Regions from separate parts of the Rattus norvegicus genome. Here region 1 is linked to region 2. Evidence: chromatin contacts called from public Hi-C data. All regions are on one chromosome and are shown on one strand. Each heading gives the region's core, a stretch centred on a gene start, on an enhancer-like site or on the middle of the called end of the contact. The rest is flanking DNA. Distances are from core to core; before and after follow the strand shown. Region 1 overlaps Col1a2 (collagen type I alpha 2 chain). Region 2 holds the start of Gng11 (G protein subunit gamma 11).

Region 1 (6,325 bases), core at 471-2,970, 560 kb before region 2:
ACTTTCTAATTTGATTTTTTTTTTTAGAAATTAAATATTGAAGCCCCAATTTGCAGTCTTTCAGTTAAAGACCATTTTCAAATCCAAGCAATTCTCATAGTTTTACTGCAAAGAAAGATCATTATATGGAGAAGTAGATTATCTAGTTTAGAAGCTCGGGGCATGGAACCTCAGTTCAACACTAGAAGTTGACACAGAATGAGATCCTGCTTGGTTTGATTTTACGAGCCAAGTACTCACATCACGACCGGCTTCACCAGGGGCACCATTAACTCCAGGACTGCCCACAGCACCAGGGGGACCACGGGCCCCAGGAGGGCCTGCAATGCCCAGAGGACCAGGTTCACCCTAGAGTGGCAGAGAAGATAAGATGACATTACTATCCCAAGATAGAATGCTGACCACACATGCCAAAAACAACTCCAGAAAATTCTAGTTGAAAGAGAGCAGCTAAGTCGAATGTAGATGGGTCACAACATGGCAGGAATCACCATCACTGTCAACCTCCCTCTGTCTTCCCTACACTTAGAGGATCCATCATGTGGATGTAACTATGTATGGGGATAGGAGTAGGGTCTGACGGCATCTAATGTACCCCAAATAAAATTAATTCATAAAGTCGATACGTTTCTGGATAAAGGTGGCTTCAAGCTGCTGTCACGTATAGGGTTAAATGAAATGATTCATGAACTTCCTGTGAACGGCCCCATTCTTCTTGTGGGATAAATGATGCCAGGATTTCACATCACAGAGAAGTAAATGCAATTAGAGCTTATATCATTCTTAAGCGTGTAGAAAGAACAAAAATCATTCTGCATAATGTGAAGCTGTGCCTTTACAGTATGTGTCTAAGTAAGGTAGTATTAAAGCTTCCTGGATAGGTGACAGGTAATCTGTATAAAGAAAATGCCATGAATAAAAAAAAAAAAACTTAAGTGGAGTTATTCAGCGATCAATCTGTCACATCTGAAGTGGCAGCTTTTAAAATCTTTTATTATGTTAATGAGAATCAGAATGGCGTCAAACTCACCAGAGCACCAGCAATACCTGGCAGGCCACGTTCACCTCGAGAGCCAGGGAGACCCAGAATACCGGGAGCACCAAGAAGACCCTGAGGACCTGCAGTGCCAGGGGGTCCCTAGATGAGAGGAAAAAATACTGATTATTACTGGTAAGACCCTATTTCATAATACAGACTAGCTCAAGGACTATGAAGACAAGGAGTCTTGGGTTTAGGAACAGGCCAGTGACTTATAATTGGTGGGACACATTCTTGAATGTCTTTCCCACCCCCTCCCCCGAGAATGACAGCAAATTTACATTTTGGTATGTATATGTGTCATTGAGATTAATACAGCCATTGGGCGTGTGGATTTAATCTTCATAGACTCTACGCAGGGAAGAAAATTTTGATCTCGACTTCGAAGGTCTAATATGGGCACTTGGCGGGAATTGCAGTAATTCTGAACCAGGAATGTTTAAGGAGTCAGCAGCGTATGAAGCGTGATTAATTTACAGAAGGCTGGCCACAGCAGTAGGGTTCTGTGCTAATTCTTAGATCCCTCTGAGAGCAGAAAGGGCTGTGACAGAGAAGCTGCAGTCCCTCACCTCCGTCATTCTTATCATGTGCTTTCTGTGCATCTGCCTCTACCACAGCACCTTATTGTGTGCTGCAGATTCCCTGGCTCAGTCGAGCTCAACTCGAGAGCCTGCATTACTCACTAATAGATACAGAACGCTTGAGGGTTTGTAAAGGGGCTTTGTTCTAACTCTACCCAAGTGTTGAGAAGAAAAGGGGTTTGAAATCACTTACTGTGGTACCAGGTTCTCCAGAAGGACCCTTCTCGCCAGCAAATCCAGGGGGACCAGATGCACCTATTTCTCCAGTTCGGCCAACTGGACCTTGGTCACCACGGGGACCACGAATACCTTCTTTACCAGCAGCACCAGGGGGACCAGGGGGGCCAGTAATACCCTGTGATCAAATGTATAAGGTCATTTGTTTTCTCTTGGTTGTTCCAGACTTGGAGAGGAGCTGCCCTGCTCCTAGATACTAGGATTTGAACAGTGTCACTCTGTAAAACAATATCCCAGGCATTTTTGGAACTTTTAAACTTCTCTTTCCTGCCCGTAATAAAGCTATTGATGAGGGAGAATCAGCGGGAACCTTTAGTGATGAAGGCAAGACATCTTGTATCTTTGGTACCCCAGCGGATTGGAGTCAGAACCAGGAAGAGATTTAAGTCTGCTGATTAAGTCTTGGTTGAAGGAAACTTTGGATTTTTGCAGACTCTGCCCATTTTTTTCTTGAGCAAAGCCAACCCTGGTGTTCTGTTCATAACTGAGGAGCTCATATGCTCCTGACTAGGTTTAATTAAATGCCTACAAGGAACGAAGATTTTTCTGTTATGAATGTGTAAAAGGTTCTAAGAAATCAACATCTTTGCTATTTCTTTTTCCTCTGAAACCTCGAGTGGAATACTTAATCCTTGATAATTAAATTCTCTTGAGTCCTGACAGGAGGGTCTGAATGAGAATTAAGTTAGATACCACACTACCTTTAAATTCCTTTAAATTGTGGCTTTAGACTGGAGACAGAATATTAGCCATAAAGGGTAATTAGGCAGAGAAATAGTAGATACGTGACCAAAGCACCTGTTGCACTTTTCTTTGTGAAAAATGATTGTGCATTCCAAAGGGTGCTGGTATTTGCATGAATAAATCACAGTATTTAAGTTGATACCCTGAATATAATTTGTAATGGTTTTGTCTTATTCATTAAACATAATTTTAAATTGGGAAAGTATTTGCAAATATTGACAATTTGTTTTAATAGATGTTTCCTTCCCTAATTTCCTACCAGAGGCCTGGTCTTCTGGTGAGTATAAATGGAGATATATTGGGGCATGATGTACTCACACTGGGTCCGGGGGGACCAGTCCGTCCAGCAGCACCAGGGAAGCCAGTCATACCCTAAGAACCAAACATGTTCAAACTCAGTCAAGTCAACTCTAGGAATTAGGATAAGACAAGATGTTTTCCCCTTGGAAAATTATCACGGGGCTAAAGATGGAAACAGACGAGGTAACACTCAGTTTAAGGTAGGGGAGCAGTTAACTAGGATCCTGAAGGTTCTAGTAGTCTACACATCTTATCAGTATACTTCTAGATGAAATGCCTGCATTTTGCATTAAGGTTGTTGGTACTTTCTGTAGTGCTAGCAGGCTATCTGATGGTGATATGGGAGAGTATAAGATATTTTCATTAGGATATGTGAATGTTTATTGACCTCTTGGCTGGGAGAGAGAGGGGGGGCAGTAGGAAAAGGAGTGTTGCTCAGAGAAGGAAGTATGAAATTGAGCCAGTGTGCTAAGTATTGCCTACGGAGGGAAAACATTAGAGGGGTTCATTCTTGGAGACCTCTGGGGCTCTAGGGAGTTGGGGTGAAAACCTGGGCTGAGAAGGAGACTCAGTTAGTTAGAAGAATCAAGACATTAACAAAAGGATAAGAGGTACCAAAGAAATTCTGGTTCTGTTTTCCAATTAAATTGCCTGATTTTTGACCTTGTTTATTCCCTCATTGGGCAGCAGCAAACCTCTGAGGCCCTGAGTTGCAGTTGGGATTGAGTTAGTGCTCATGTAGCTGACTTTAAGCTCAGTACTGGTGAACTTCATACTTTTTCTGATCAGATTCTAAAGGACAGGACTCTCAAGCTCCTCCTTGTCACAGTTCAAATTTACCAGAATTCTGAAACTTTCAAACTGTCACTAGTACGTAAGCTAAGAAAGAAAAGTCAATTGTAGATACTCACAGGGGGCCCTCCATCACCACGACTTCCAGCAGGGCCAGGTGGGCCATTAGGACCCTAAATGCAAGCAAAAAAGGTGGCTTCAAATCACAAAACAAGTAACTCTTGCAAATGTCATGCTTGTTTTCCCATGGCACATTCTCCTCTATGTCCTCTACCCTTGAAGAAAAATTTAGAAATGAAACACACTTATCTACATCACATGAAATAATTGTTCTGTTTCAACTAGTAACACCCCATGGATTACTGAGGAATGAAAACAAGATATTTAAAAAAACTTTTACAGGATGTTTTAACGTGAATTCTTAAAGAAAAAAAAGTTTTTCAGGGTGTGGTGACCCAAGCCTTGCCTTTAATCCCAGCACTTGGAAAAGTTTGAAGCCATCCTGGTCTACAGAATGAGTTTCAGAACAGCTATGGCTACACAAAGAAATCCTGTGTGTGTGTGTGTGTGTGTGTGTGTGTGTGTGTGTGTGTGTGTGTGTGTGTTGCACACAATACACACATGCACTCGTGTGTATGTAATCTTTTATCTGGAATGCTTAGTAAACAGTGGGCACTTTATGGGCACATATTGGACTATAAAAATGCTTGGGTATGTTGGTCAACAGTGAATTCAACTTACAGATGGGCCAGCAGCTCCGACAGGTCCGGTTGGACCAACGATGCCATTTTCTCCCTTAGGCCCTTTGGTTCCCTTTTCTCCTTTAGCACCAGGTTGGCCAGCAGAACCCTGTTGGAAGGAACAGCAGTGAGCACTGGCCTTCTGACTCACTCTGATGTCACATTAATCTCCCTTATGTGATACTTACAGCAGGACCAGCAAATCCATTGGGGCCAGCAGGACCAACCTCACCACGTTCACCCTAGGTGGGAGATAAAGATGTCACAGTCACAGCTCCTTAGATGTCTGTAAACCATAAAATATGAGTATCCGTAAAGCTCTGGTATCTACTCACAGGGCTACCTCGAGGACCAGCAGGGCCAGAAGGACCAGCAGCACCAGCTTCGCCCTGTAACAGCACCAAAGACCAGTGATGAGTTGCTGAATGTGCCTCACGTAGATGGGGGAGGAAGAAAGAAGAGCAGTAGAAAGAGGGTTGTTCTCACACTTTGCAGTTACCTTGGAAGAGACTAATGGACATTTCAGAGAATAAAATGAGGTGAATTTTTCCTCTACTTAAGGCTGGCTTCATTTTAAAAGGTAGAGTGGTATTGGTGCTTCACTTGCAGAAACACCATAAATCAGTCCCCGTAATACCAGTAGGAGGACATTTTAATTTTTAGATGGATGCAGGACTGATCTATTTGCTGCAATCTTTGCAATACAATAAATAAGGTCTATTTTAAATGAACTGTTCGATGTGAAATGGGCACACTATGTATTTTATTGATTTTTTTTCCTTTCTACAATTGAAGGCTTTGAGAAGGCTTAGTGCATTAGGATATTGTTAATGGGCAAGAGGGAAAGTCTTTAAAATAAATGATAGGGATTAAGGTATAGATCAGGCAGTTGGCACGTCCATAGGCAAGAAAAGAGAACACCAAACAAGCAGCATTTGTTTCCTGCAACGGCCAGTTTCTTTCTTTCCTTTTTTAAATAAGCAGGCTTTAGACCCAGCCATAAAAATGAATTGCCGAGGCTCTTTGGGACTAGGGCAAGCAGGGAATTCTACATACTGCTATCCGTTCAGAGAGTTACAACTCAATGAAAACATATACAACTTATTTCAAATGCATACGTACCCGGTCACCTGAGGCTCCAGCGGGACCAGGGGCACCTATAGCACCAGGAGCACCCTAGGACCCAAAAGGAAATAGGTCTTATTGAAAATAATACACAGCATCCAAACTGAACTCTGTCCTCATACATAGGACTTTGCACATTGTGGTAGGACATCAAGAAAGCTCCTGAGGGCCAGCGAGATGACTCAGCAGTTAAAGGTGTTTGCAGTCAAGCCTCATGACCCAAGTTTGAGCCATGGGACCCATATGGGATCCATAGAAGGAGAGAAAACACTCATCATCTGTCCTTTGAGCTCCATACTTAGTCATGGTACAGGCACATATCCACTCAATGGGTGCAAGTGAACAAGAGTACATACGCGCGCGCGCGCACACACACACACACACACACACACACACACACACACACACACACACACACACACACACTTGTATTAATAATGAAAAAGAGAAAGCCCTAATCTATGTTGGTACTTGTTATCAAGGTTCTCAGAGGTCAGTTCAGGAGGAAGGAACTGGGTTATGGATTTGTGAAAGGCTAGAGCAGGAGAAGGACTCAGGAGTTCTGTATTCCTTCACTTTTGTAAGATTCCCTGGAGGGAAGCAAACACATAGCCTTATTTGGAACTATGAGAATGAGGTGACTCAAGGCAAAGAATAGGAGGAATATGTTACAGTGTGTCATCAGCTTGGAGGGAGAGGTGACAGAGCTCACCAAGGAAGCGCCAGAGTGAAGGCAGCTCAGGAAGGTCATTAGACTTCCTTGGGGG
Region 2 (5,970 bases), core at 521-3,020:
TCACTTTCATTCCAAATCTCTAACAATCCCAAAACAAGAGACGGGGGAAATGAGAAAAGTTTTTTCCAGAGGAAGAAATGTCTCTTTCATTGCTGTCTTAGTCACAGGTGCCTTCATAATGACCTCAGCATGAATTGTACTTAAAACTACAGAAGCTCAACTTGCCATAGAAAGTGGGGCCATTGATTGGAAGGAGGGGCTTGTAATGGACAGCAGCAATAGAGGAGGAAAAGAAGACATGGTGAGCTTTCACAATGACAGGAAAACATCCAATTGATCTTTTTAAATTAGTCAAAATTCACTGTATCTTTTGGAGAAGATAAAAGATGAAGGAGGGGAAAAGGGAAAAGGAGGAAGAGGAGGAAGAGGAGGAAGAGGAGGAAGAGGAGGAAGAGGTGGAAGACATTCAAACATCTACCCAGAGGCCACAGAACTAAAGAGGAACCATCCCCAGACCTGGAGAGAACAAGGAATGTAGATCTGGGTCAGCAAAAGAACTAGCCCTGGCAGCCAGCATTCTTGGATGAGGGTTCTTTTTCCCATTCACATACTTGTCCCATTTCCCAAGGACACTGCTGCAGGGATATTTTGAACTGAATCATCGCAAACCAGGGATGTGCTAATGTCGACTTGGTTTGGCAAAGTTCCTGACTCACCACCTGACTCCTGTTAATGTCATTAGGAATCCTACCCGCTGGGTTCTCTAATAGTTAAATCTAACACATTCCAGAAGTCAGACTTTGGCATTGTAAACACATGAGTAAGGGAGAGCTGTGTTGCAAACCACGTCATTTATATTCCTAATCTTATGACATAAACCCCAAACACTGGACAGGTTATAGAAGGAAACTCAAGAGTTAATGAATAAAAGGTGCTATCTTAGGTCACTACCATTGATTTTTTTTTCAAGGTAAAACTTTATTGGAGACAGCAAGCAGTATATTGAAAGGGAGAGCCAGGCCTTCATCCCATAACTGCACTCAGGTGCTCTCCTCTGAGAGAGGGTGTGTGGGTGAGAAGCAGGTTTGTTCTATGCACAAAGTGCTTGGAGAGTGCTTATATGACAGTCTTTTTCTCGATTTCATTTTTTCCTCAATTCTTCACACACACTTTGGCTTCATTTGGGGGAAAAATTAAACAAAAGAACAATCTGACCCAACTGAAAACAATTTCCCTCCAGAGTTCCTTAGGAAATGACACAGCTGCCCTTTTCTTTGAAGGGATTCTTGTCTTCTGGAATTCCCTTTACCAGAGGATCCTCTCCAGAACGTTCTTCAATGTAGTTCTTTATTTCCTCAGAACATTTAGACACCTGGAGTATAGGGAGAGGAGATCAGAAGAAACAAATTATGTCAAGGAAATTGAACTTCACCACTGATTGTTTTGTTTGTTTGTTTGCTTTTGCTTTTTTGGGAGGGGGGTTGGGGTGAGGTTCACATAGTCTCACAAACCATACTTTAAAAAAATATTTTCCTAGTCTAAATCATTATTTTATTCTATTTATATATGCCATACAATCTATGAGAGAAATATTGTTCAAGTAACAAATGATTGAAAATCATTGTATTAATAGTTCCCCATGAAATTTTCTATTCATACTCATTCCATGATTTCCTTACTCTCTAAAATGCAAATACAACGGATCTGCTGTGTTCAAATTCTCTGGATAAAGGGCAGCCATTAGGCAGTCCCTGCGGACTGTGCAGGGTTGTGTTGTACCACATGACTCACTGAAGTGAGTAGGTCACGTCATACTCCAGAACTCCATGGAGTCAGAGTCATATGCAGAGCAGTGGCAGGGAAAGGCTGACAAAGGATGTTAGGTTTGTCTATCCACCTCACTCCAAGTCTTGGCTCAAAACTCCTCTGATGAATCAGCCAATTATTGTATTAAAGGCTTTCCTAGAGGCTTAGTGGGACAATCTGAGACTACAGAGTTTAGGGAGTCAACTTAAACTTTTCTTCTCATGGGACGGGATTGAAGAGTCTCTTTAAAATTCTATCCTTAGAGACAAGTTGCAGATTTAAATCTTTTTTTTTTAAAAGAGAATAAACTGGAAATGAAAAGCAAGGCTGAGTGTGTCCAAAGTGTCTGTTTTGCAAGTACTATGTTGAAAGTAAAAGTGAGAGATTTATGAAAAGCGGCCTTTGAGTGAATCTCTCTAAACATGTATACATATGTATCTCGAAAGATGCATCACTATTTATAAACAAGTGCAGCTACCACAGTGCTAACACATTTTTGCATAATTATGAAACACCAACGAGCAATTAAAAAGCGACACTCAAAAATAAACAGAAGTGGGAATCCCGTTGTTTCATTATTTCCTCCCCAAACCCTAAAGCTCTGGTTGCATGGCCGTGTGTAGAACGGACCCAAAATTTAAAAGCGGGTCGAACAGTTACAGGAATTAAAATGTGATAAGTTCTGTCTTTGCAAGAATCTAATGCTGGGAGTCACAGTTTGTATGTTCTAAGGGAGTGCTCAGTGCTGGTAAGGGAGTGTAAAGATTCAGAGTCTGTGGTTCGAGTGAAACACCTGAGTACGATCCGGGTCCCCACTCTTCTTGCAAAGGCTCTTTCGCTGGGGTTCTGAAAATATCCATAATCTCGAAAAGTGGGTAATTGCTCCTTCTAGGATCGAGAGAGTACATCTGACCAATAATTAATTAGCTGCAGCCAGATGTAACCTGTGTATCTGGGTTTGGCCTGAGCAGAGCACATAGCCCAGGTGTCAACCAAGGATTGAAAGGCTGATCTGGAAGATGCTGGGGAAAGACAACTGAAGTACCTGCCTTAAGGGTCCTCTGTGGCTGTAAGTGAGGACCTGGCTTCTTCTCTGGGACAAAGGGGTTTTGTGTCTTTCAAGTGAGGGGTTGAGTGTAATCCAAGCACCACAGTGCTTGCCCAGCATCAATATAATCCTCTATACTGAAAATAAAACATTTGGGAACTGGAAGGAGTTCCACAATCCTCTTCGTGTCTAGGAAGAACCACTCTAAATACTTCTGTCTTCCTAGCAGACACCTAGAATTTTCTGAAATGAGAGACCTGTGATGTAGGGTGTACCCTAGGCCTGCAGTGACTGACTGGGGAAAACTGTAAAAAAAGATGCTTGAGTTTTACGTTGACACACCCAGGATGCTGCCTGATGTCAACTTTGGAACTTGTCCTTTCCTCTAGCCTGTGAATTCGACACAATGATGTAAGACCTTCCAGCTTTGCAAAGGTTAAGCATTATTTAAGCACACACTATACACCATGCTGTTTCATGTGCAATCCCTCTGGCTGACCCTGTCCAAACTGAGGGCTTTGTCATCAGCCAAGACAGCCCCCTCCAAGAAATAACATGATCTGTTAGTCCTATCAACTGGCTTATTCCTCTAATCACATGATTTCTTAAAGTGACAGGAAAAATATGATATCCCACTGTAAAATCTTGGAAGAGTGTGAATTTGTATGAAGCAGGGAGCTGCATTTGAGGGGGTAAATGCGTAAAACTGTAAAACTCAACAACTTCCAGCATCTCCCAGTAACCACTGAGGAGTATTAAGGCTTATCGTGAATGTGTTTGGAGCCTGTTTATATCATCTGCTTCATTTCTGTTCATTTTTTTTGCAAATATTAAAGTGTGAACAGAAGGTAAAAATCAAAGAGCCTGAGGTGTGACTCAGAGGTGACCACATACACAGTGCCTGAAGTTTGAACCCTAGTAACCCCAAACTATTACAAACAACATCAGCCCATAAAAAAAGGCTGGAAGAAGCTGAGGAGGAGGACGACCTCATAGGAAGACCAGCGGTCTCAACTAACAGGGACCCCTGAGATCTCTCAGACACTGAGTCACCAACCAGGCAGCAAGCACTAGTTGGTAGAGCCCCAGCCCCACCCCCACTGGACACATCTACAGCAGAGGACTACCTGGTCTGGCCTTAGTGAGAGAAGATGCCCCTAACCCTGGAGAGACTTGAAGCCCCAGGAAGTGGCAAGTCCTGGCATGGGGTGGGGGGATGTGGATCTGGGAGAGGGCAGACTGACCAGGACCATAAAAACGTAAAAGTAATAATAATAAAAGAAACAACGTCAGTTCAAATTTTCTTGCTCCGGGGGAAAAGAATACTTTTCTTCAAAGTGAACAAACTATCCAAAAGCCTTTTTCTAAACTACGGATTTCTTGACAGAGAGGGAAAAGAAGTTTAATGTAATAAAGGCCCCTGCCACCAGACAAAAATTGAAGTAGAAATTCCAAGTTATCCATGGAATTTCAGTGAAGACTCCTGAGTGTTTTTTTCTTGACTGGCCAAGGTGGCCTGGAACTCTTGACCCTCCTGCCTCCACCTCCTAAGTGACTGAGAATTATAGGCATGTACCACCACATCCAGCATGTAGCTAGTTGTTTAGTTAGTTAGTTAGTTAGTTAGTTTAGTTTGCAGCCATATGCCGTGCAGTATAAACAAAATTACGTGTTTATAAGTAAATACAGAAAGCACGATATTAATCATTTCACACACTTACAAGACAAATTGGAAATTGCACACAATTGGTAAATAACGGAAACTCAGGCAGCTTGCTCTCAAGACCCAGTGGAATCAGGGTCTTCACAAAATCAAAGCTAAAGTTGGGGGATTTTGAAACGTGGCTTTAGAAAATTTGTCATCCACGATCCTCTGCAGGATGGAAGGTAGCTGCCCGTTTTGGGATTTGTTTGTCTCCCCTGTTTGGGACTGTGTCTTGATGACATTTGGCTTTATATATAAATCCCTTCTTAGTTCCTGGTTCTTCTCACCTTTTGCAATTTCCCCATATTATTTAGCAGCTGCCAGCCTCCTTAAAGCCCCCTTAAAGAGAAGCTTCCAGAAGAAGAGACACCCCCTCCCCCATAGTTTATTCTGGTAATCCTGACCTTGGCTCATTTCTGAGAGGGGATTCTGGAATAGGCAGCCAGCTTACCTGTTGTCTCTGCAACTTCACTTCTTTGCGAAGTTGCTCAACCTCCATCTTCAGTTTTTCCTTTTCCGGCAGATCCTCAATGTGAAGGGCGGGCATCTTTGCCCCAGAGCTGGGCCCAGAAGTCACTTGTGCAAGGCAGCCACTGGAAGCGCCTAGAACTGGGACGCTTCCCCAAATACCGGCGGGCCGAGGCTACCCGCCCTCCGTGCGCAGGACGTGACTGGCTCGAACCGCAGCTCTCAGCTCCCCGGGGGCTCAGCTTCCTGCCCAAGCCTGCTCCCGATGGCCTTTCCCAGACTCCAAGCAACCTCAGGGCGGCTTCTCCAGGCTCTACCAGCCCTTTAGCCTGGCAGCTTGCAGAGGGTTAAGTTTGAGACATCTTCCTGGCTGCTCCTGGAAGGCTGCAGACCCTGCAGAACCAGGTCACAGATCTGGGCAGGACTGGCTCAGGACCCTTGCCACGCCCAGGGGAGTTGCTGCTGGGCTGGAGACAAAAGTTTTACTTTTGTTCCTTTAGTGTGTGTGTGTGTGTGTGTGTGTGTCCATGTCCAACTTACATCCGGGTTTTGTTTAAAGCCAGGAAAAGGACACTCACTACTCAGCAGGAAATAACTAATGGTCCTTCACCTCTCCAAGTTTTAAAAATACACAGCATGTAACTTTTCCATATGCGTAGTGGGAAAGTGGATATTTGGGGGAAAAGAGAGAGTAACATGGAACCTAGCTAGGTTTCAGAAGCATACACTAGAATTGTGTTGACACATTCCATATGGCTTCCTAAAAGCTCAAAAAGGCCTTTCACAAAAATATGTTTAGAGGAAAGAAGCGGTTTGAGATGCGGGTGTTTCCTGTCGTTAAATGACCATCTGAATTCTCAATAATAGAATTTCACTTTTGGGGAAGGAAGATGCTGTGTAACTCTGGGAGGATAAGAGGACACCACGAGAAGTCTAACCAAGGCTCAAAACCCCCTCCAGAGTTTCTACCACCCCTTCAAGGCTTGGGAATAACCCTCTACAG

Evidence for each region. Hi-C and Micro-C count contacts between places; a contact is called where the count stands out from the background.
Region 1: a contact with region 2 is called in a Hi-C map of Schwann cells, with 6 times the contacts expected there. The contact joins two enhancer-like sites.

What each region holds. Positions count from the first base shown.
Region 1 is chr4:33,541,621-33,547,945 of GRCr8, reverse strand. It overlaps Col1a2 (collagen type I alpha 2 chain), which reads right to left. Exons shown (of 52, transcript NM_053356.2): 34 at 5,556-5,609; 35 at 4,769-4,822; 36 at 4,622-4,675; 37 at 4,435-4,542; 38 at 3,813-3,866; 39 at 2,920-2,973; 40 at 1,814-1,975; 41 at 1,031-1,138; 42 at 241-348. Among named protein-coding and RNA genes, the nearest start is that of Col1a2, 26 kb to the right of the region's middle. Within about 2 kb of position 1,720, at least 4 of the 93 cell types and tissues checked have an H3K27ac peak or open chromatin away from gene starts, as enhancers often do. A contact at or near this core is called in Schwann cells, where this site is marked.
Region 2 is chr4:32,977,066-32,983,035 of GRCr8, reverse strand. It overlaps Gng11 (G protein subunit gamma 11), which reads right to left and starts at 5,355. Exons shown (of 2, transcript NM_022396.2): 1 at 4,951-5,355; 2 at 1-1,312. The coding sequence starts at 5,046. The coding sequence ends at 1,187. Within about 2 kb of position 1,770, at least 6 of the 93 cell types and tissues checked have an H3K27ac peak or open chromatin away from gene starts, as enhancers often do. A contact at or near this core is called in Schwann cells, where this site is marked.